2 separate regions of the Sus scrofa genome follow, and region 1 is linked to region 2. Evidence: chromatin contacts called from public HiChIP or PLAC-seq data. All regions are on one chromosome and are shown on one strand. The core of a region is the stretch at or near the end of the contact, and the rest is flanking DNA. Distances in the headings are between cores, read along the strand shown.

Region 1 (3,564 bases), core at 86-2,585, 47 kb after region 2:
GAAACCAGGAGCAACCAAAAGCAAGCACACAGCCAGGCATTGGCTGAACAAGGACTTGAATTCCAGAGGTACTGGTGAGCTGGGGTACCCAGGTTGGAATTTGGTCTAGCGCCTGGCAGGGCTGGGGGGTCAGTGGTGGTTCCCTCAAGAAACAATAGGAGTTCCCCTTGTGGCACAGCAGAAATGAATCTGACTAGTACCCATGAGGATGGGGGTTTGATCCCTAGCCTTGCTCAATGGGTTAAGGATCCCGAGTTGCCGTGAGCTGTGGTGTAGGTCACAGACTGGGCTCGGATCCCACGTTGCTGTGGCTGTGATGCAGGCTGTCAGCTGTAGTTCAGATTTGACCCCTAGTCTAGGAACCTCCATATGCTTCAGGTGTGGCCCTAAAAAAAGAAAAAAAGAAAAAAGAAACAATAATAAACCCAACCTGGGGAAGTTCCTGTCATGGCTCAGCAGAAACGAATCTGACTAATAACCATGAGGATGCAGGTTCAATCCCTGGTCTTGCTCAATGGGTTAAGGATCCCGAGTTGCCGTGAGCTGTGATGTACAGCTCCGATTTGACCCCTAGCCTGGGAGCCTCCATATGCTGTGGGTGCATTCCTAAAAACACCTAAAATAAAATAAAATAAACCGAACCTGGGAACCTGGGTGCCAGTCCTGCCCAGACCCTCCTAATCAGCAGGTTAACAATCTCAACAATAGCGACAACAGCAGTAATAATAAAGGGCAGCATGTACAAAGCGCCCTCCACTCCTCGATTGGGATCCCATCCTATCCCAGGAGGAGGGCGGGAGACCAGGGTCCAGGCTTGCTTCATCGTGTCCACAGCTGCGACGGGACAGAGCCCGGGATCAGGGATGCCACAGCCCCACATGGCCTCGGTGTCTCCCCACTCGCCAGGCATGAAAGAGGCTTCCCTTCCCGGTCAGAACTGAGTCGACCTTGGGACGCTGGTGACTACTACCATGGCTGAGGGCAACGGGGTTACTGAGACTCGGACTCCAGAATCTCCCTGCCTCTTCAGGGTACACGTTGCAGCAGATACCCGACCCCGGGGACTGGCCGAGACTTCCCAAGAGCCCCGACTCCGCCCGGCAACAGGGTTCCGCAGGTCCTCCGGGGCCCCCAATACTCACCTCCAGACAACCGTCCAACCTCCGACTCCGTATCCCAGCTCCACTCGGCTTGCAAGCAGGAGGAAAAGTTCCACCTGAGCGCGAGCACCCGCCCTTCCCGGCTTCGCTCCTTCCTTCCTGCCTCCCGCGGAGCCCCCCACTCCCCGCTGAGCCGAGTTTCACCAGTCGAAGTTGTCCCTCTGGCCCCTCCCTCCTTCCCTGCCCGACCCCGCCCCTTCCCCTCTACCGGCCAAACCGCGCCACTCTGGCCGCTTCTACCCTCCCCGGCTCCTGTCCGGGTTCAGGACCCCACTTGGGTCCCGCCCACAGCTAGGGAGTGAGCCCCCCGCGGGTGGAGATGTGCAAGCAGCGCCTTCCTATCCCTGGCACAGAGCCCCACGCAGGGTTGGTCCAACGTGTGTCTTCCATGAAGAAATGATTGAAAGGGGGGCTGAAGCCAGTGACTCTTGAGTGGGTTAGAATATTCCAGAACCTGAAAACCTGTCCTGAGCCCCCAGATATCGGGGTGCCATGGGCTGGCATTCGGAAAGGTGCAAGTCAGATTGGAAGATTCTTGGGTTTGGGGTTGCTGAAGATGGAACTCTGCCGGTGCCGCATCTGTCTCCAGAAGTTTCTAGCCTTGGCACGGTTAGAGTTGGGAGTTCTGGGGTGAGGTAAGATCCAGGTCCACAGATGAATTGAACCGTCGCCTGTATCCTCCTCCGTCGTCCGGAGGAGGAAAAGGGGCAGCTCTTGGCTGTGCCTCAGTTTCCTCGTCTGTGAAGTGAAGGAATTAAGACCCTGGTCCTCTAGCTGGGACAGACCTGGGGAGCAAGGGCAGTGCAGAGCGACCGCATAATCTGCACTGCCTTTCATGAGGCAGCGACATTACATGTCTGCATCAAATCGGGGCAGAGGCGCTGGCGTGCTCACTTTCTTGTGGGGACAAATGCTTGAACTTTGGAGCCCGTTGCCTGCTGGGCTGAAGTTCCCCTCCCATCCTGTGGGTCCTCCCCGACGCCCCTCGGGTTTCCTGGGTTCAGGAGCCCCATGTAAGAGCCTGTACCGAACACCGGATTTGGTGGGTGTGGCCCTACCCTTCTTCCTGCATTTCAGGAAGGGCCCCTTCCTACCTCGGTCCTCTGGCCAGTCCATAGGGGAACAAGAGAAAGGCCTAATACCAGTGCGGGGGAAGTGGGGGAGGCCCCGCTGGGAGCAGACCATCAGTGGAGGAAGCAGCTGGAATACCCAGACCTCCTTGCAACTGGAAACTGAGGTCTGACTCCTTCCATATAGGAGTCCTATATACTGCCCCCGCCCCAAACCTAGCCCCCGGGGTTCCTTCAAAAAAAGATTCAAGGCAGATTCTGGTGCTGGGAGGCCTGGGTTCAAATACAGACTAGAATTATATGACCCAGGAATTCCACTTCTAAGTATCCAACCAATGGAACCCCAAACAGGTGTTCAAACAAATCCTTGTACACTATGTTTATAGTGGCATCATTCACAGTCATCAAAAAGTGGAAACAGGAGTTCCTGTCGTGGCTCAGTGGTTAACAAATCCGACTAGGAACCATGAGGTTGCGGGTTCGGTCCCTGGCCTTGCTCAGTGGGTTAAGGATCCGGCGTTGCCATGAGCTGTGGTGTAGGTTGCAGACGCGGCTCGGATCCCGCGTTGCTGTGGCTCTGGCGTAGGCCGGGGGTTACAGCTCCGATTGGACCCCTAGCCTGGGAACCTCCATATGCCGCGGGAGCGGCCCAAGAAATAGCAACAACAACAACAAAAGACAAAAAAAAAAAAAAAAAAAAAAAGTGGAAACAACCCAAGTGTCCATCAATGGCTGGGTGGATGAATAAAATGTGGTCCATCCCTACAGTGGAATATTACTCAGCCATAACAAGGAATGAAGCACCAACACACTACAACGCAGAGGAACCTCAAAAATATTATGCTAAGAAAGGCCATATGGTGTATGATCCCATTTATATGAAATGTCCAGGACAGGCCAGTCCATAGAGTCAGCAGAATGGTGGTTATCAGGGGCTGGAGTGATCTGGGGAATGGAGAGTGACAGCTAATGGGGACTGGTTTCCTTTTGGTGTGATGGGAATGCTCTGGAACTAGTAAGAAGTGCGGTTGCACAATACTGTGAATATGCTATATACCACCAAATTGTTCACTTTATTATTATCATTGCTTTTTAGCACCACATATGGAGGTTCCCAGGCTGGGGGTCGAATCCGAGCTATAGCCACCGGCCTACACCACAGCCACAGCAACACCAGATCCAAGCCACACCTGTGACTTAATGACAGCTCATGGAAACGCTGGATCCTTAATCCACTGAGTGAGGTCAGGGATCAAACCTGCAACCTCATGGTTCCCAGCCGGATTCGTTTCTGCTGGGCCATGACGGGAACTCCCACTTTATTATTTCTTTAA
Region 2 (3,629 bases), core at 735-3,234:
GGATCCAAGCCATGTCTGCGACCTACACCACAGCTTACAGCAACAGTGAGGCCATTGAGCGAGGCCAGGCATCGAACCTGCAACCTCATGGTTCCTGGTCGGATTTGTTAACCACTGAGCCATGACGGGAACTCCTCATTGGCATTTTCTTATTGTATTCTAGGAATTGCTTCTACAATGAAGATATTTGATCCACGACATGAGTTTACCATTGTTTCCAGTTTCTCTTGTGTATTCTTTGACAGGGTTTGTGGGCTTTTTGCTAGTACAAACTTTGAGAGGTTTGCACCACTCAAGTTTTTGATTTTTTGGGAGGCACATTCTGGGCTCCACCTCCTGGAATCTCCTAATGGAGCCATCACATGTCCCTCTCTGTGGCTGACGGTGCCACCTTTGTCCTGACCCTGTTTGCCTTCTGCTCATTCCCTACATTCCACAGTGACCATCCCACTGGAGTTTCGGGGCCCCAGAAACTCACTGTTTTTCCTGGAGGGCAGGAGCCTCCCTTTCAGGGCCAGGGTGGGTGTGCGTGTTTGCATTCCTCTCTGCTGAAGCCATCCAGGAAGTGAAACAAAAATGCTATGGCTAAGCCCCCATGCTGCACTTCCTGCCGCAAGCTTGCTGTGGCTCCCACTCTGCTGAGGACACAACCCATATCCCTTCCCTCTACCCTCAAGGCCCCACTGATGCCTCCAAACAAGTCTCAGCACAGCGTGTCCCTGCCACCCTCCCCTTCTCAGGAACACTGTGATCTTGTCCAGCTTTGCCTGGGCTGTTGCTCTGCCAGAACTCTCCACACATCCAGCTCACTCTCTGGCTAATCCTACTTGTCTTTGGATTTCAGTATCAAAGTCACTTTCTCCGGGAAGCCCTCCCAGACCAAATCTCTCCTAGCAGCCTGGCACCGAGGGCCACTGAAACACTTATTGGATAATCGCTTGTCATCTCCCCTACTAGACTGTTGGCTCCACCAGGAAGAGACCAGATCTACTCTGTCCCCTGCTGTGTCCCCAATGCCCTGCACACAGGAAATGGCTAATAAGTGTCTGTGAGCAACTGAAATCAATGAAATCTGTACCAAAGCTATTTTCGTGCCAGGGCTTGTGACAGGATTATACAGAGGAAAGTGTTCTCTAAAATCTATCTCCAAAGCTCTACTTTCTGGGGTGTGTATCCTGCAAAGAATACTGGCCTGGGTCTGACCTGGACACTGTCCCAGTCCCCTGCCTCTTCCACTCATGAGAGCCTAAGGGGTGTAAAAAAGCATCCATCAGGAATTCTCACTGTGGTGCAGCAGGTTAAGGAGCCAGTGTTGCCTTTGTGGCCGCAAGGGTTCAATCCCCAGCCTGGAGCAGTGGGTTAAAAGGATCTGGTGTTGGCACAGCTGTGGTGTAGGTCCTGCGCAGATCCAGCTTCATTCCTTTCCCTGGGTGCAAAATTAGTTCCTCTGGGTGACCAACCCACATATGCCACAGATGGGTAAACTGAGGCCCTAGAAGTCAGGATGTGCCCCCACCCCTGGTAAGACCTGGGCTCTTCTCTGTGCCATCACCCTTTCCCTTAGGTCTGGGGGCTCCAGCAGCCTGTCTGAGCAGGACTGCGTCTACAGAGGCTTCCGGAACTTTCTGCCCCTCCCTGCCACCGTCCCCCACATGGCCATGACTTTCGGTAAGTGACAGCGGCTCAGGAAGCCGAGGGGCCCACACAGGAAGGAGCGAGTGGGACTTTCCTCCTCTTGTTGCTGCCCCACGGTGGCGGCTCTGCCCGCCTGTGGCTGCCCCAGGGTCACCCACCTCCAGGTAAGACAGGTTAGAAACGGTGCCGCCACAGGGCTCTGGCTGGGGGTGGCGGGTGGGGGTCCAGGGAATCCGTGTGGTGGCTACAGACAATGCCAAGTTTGCCTTCCAGGCCTCTGAGGAAAGCTGCCAGATGTGCGCTGGGACTGCTGGCTCCGGCAAAGTGCTCCCCTCTCTGTGCCTTAATTTGTCCTCAGTGAAGTCCCAGCTCCCCAGACCTGAAAGAATCTTTGCGCATGCGCTCAGTACTGGGGAAGCTGTTCCCAGCCCCCAAGTTGCCAGGCCCCAAGCCGGAGCACTGGGTGACTAACCAGATGTCCCAGCATGTGGGACTTTTGGTGTTAAAACAGGGGCATTTTTCTGGGCCCCAAACACCACCTCTGACTTTCTTCCTCTTTTTTTTTTTAACTTTCGCTATTTAAGCAATCTTGTTTCTTTAAGATTTGTTTTAAACAAAATATGTGGTGTGTAATTCCATTTAGATAAGGTTGCAAAGTCAGGCAAGAGCAGGGCGACTGTTAGAAATAAGACTGTGGTTACTTCTGTGGGGAGTGACAGGGGCCCCAGAGCTCCTGGGCCTGGGCGTGTTCCAATTGCTGGTCTGGGAGCTGGTGACACTGGAGTGTCGCTGGTGGAAAGTTCTCTCTTCGCCATGCCCTCCTTCCCTGACGATGAGCGCCAAATCACTGTGCTAAGGGACCCTCCTATCTGGTTGAGCTGGCATTTGTCAAGTGCTTGCAGGACATGTTACCAAGGATTTGTGCCACTTAGTGTGGATTAAATGTGTTGACAGCCTTGGCTGGGCTCTGCAAACCCCCTCACCCAATCAGCTGGGAGCCAGCACATTCCACAGCTGAGAAAGTGGGAGCATTGCTGGGGTCACAAAGCTGGGATACGGTGGGGCTGGAATTTGAACCCAGAGTCTGGGGTTTTCATCTATCCCCTGTCTCCGGTTTATAATCTGGGTGTGTTAAAATCTCATTCATACTATCTATCCTCCCGCCATTAATTTGGAACATAGTTGTTGTTGGTTTTTTGGTCTTTTTAAAAGGGCCACACTCCCAGCATATGGAGGTTCCCAGGCTAGGGGTCTCATTGGAGCTACAGCCACAGCAATGCCAGATCTGAGCCACATCTGTGACCTACACCACAGCTCACGGCAATACCGGATCCTTACCCCACTGAGCAACGCCAGGGATCAAACCCACAACTTCATGGTTCCTAGTCAGATTTGTTTCCACTGCGCCACTATGGGAACACCTGGAACATAGTTTTTACCCAACATTCTCTTCTTCTTCTTCTTCTTCTTTTTTTTTTAGAGCCACACCTGTAGCATATGGAGATTCCCAGGCTAGGGGTCCAATCGGAGCTGTAGCTGCTGGCCTACACCACAGCCACAGCAATGTCAGATCAGAGCTGTGTCTGTGACTTATACCACTGCTCATGGCAATGCTGAATCCTTAACCCATGCTCGAGGCCAGGGAACAAACCAGCGTCCTCATGGATGCTAGTCAGATTTGTTTCCACTGATCCATGATGTCTCCTTTTTTTTAAAACTTGTTGTTTGCAAAGAGTTCCTTTTTTTTTTTTTTAAATCACTCAATGAATTTATTACATTTATAGTTGTACAACATCATCACAACCAAATTTTATAGCATTTCCATCCCAAACCCTCAGTGCATCCCCCCACCCCCCAACCTGTCTCATTTGGAAACCATAAGTTTTCAAAGTCTGTGAGTCAGTGTCTGTTCTGCAAAGAAGTTCATTGTGAACTTTTTTTAGATTCCACATGTAAGTGATAGCATTTGATGTTGGTGTCTCATTGTCTGACTG

What was found. HiChIP or PLAC-seq counts read pairs in DNA pulled down with a chosen protein or histone mark.
Region 1: an H3K27ac HiChIP or PLAC-seq map of alveolar macrophages shows a contact between it and region 2. The contact joins the promoter of B3GNT3 here to the promoter of RPL18A in region 2. A contact is called at or near these places in 1 of 5 promoter capture datasets (fetal liver), 21 of 47 Hi-C or Micro-C datasets (alveolar macrophages, blood, embryonic fibroblasts and 10 more) and 2 of 2 datasets of contacts at active chromatin or transcription factors (alveolar macrophages and skeletal muscle).

What each region holds. Positions count from the first base shown.
Region 1 is chr2:59,951,526-59,955,089 of Sscrofa11.1, forward strand. It overlaps B3GNT3 (N-acetyllactosaminide beta-1,3-N-acetylglucosaminyltransferase 3), which reads right to left and starts at 1,336. Exons shown (of 5, transcript XM_013987485.2): 1 at 1,143-1,336.
Region 2 is chr2:59,904,258-59,907,886 of Sscrofa11.1, forward strand. It overlaps RPL18A (60S ribosomal protein L18a), which reads right to left and starts at 1,985. Exons shown (of 5, transcript XM_021083534.1): 1 at 1,794-1,985. JAK3 (tyrosine-protein kinase JAK3) reads left to right here and starts at 1,644. Exons shown (of 24, transcript XM_005654907.3): 1 at 1,644-1,799.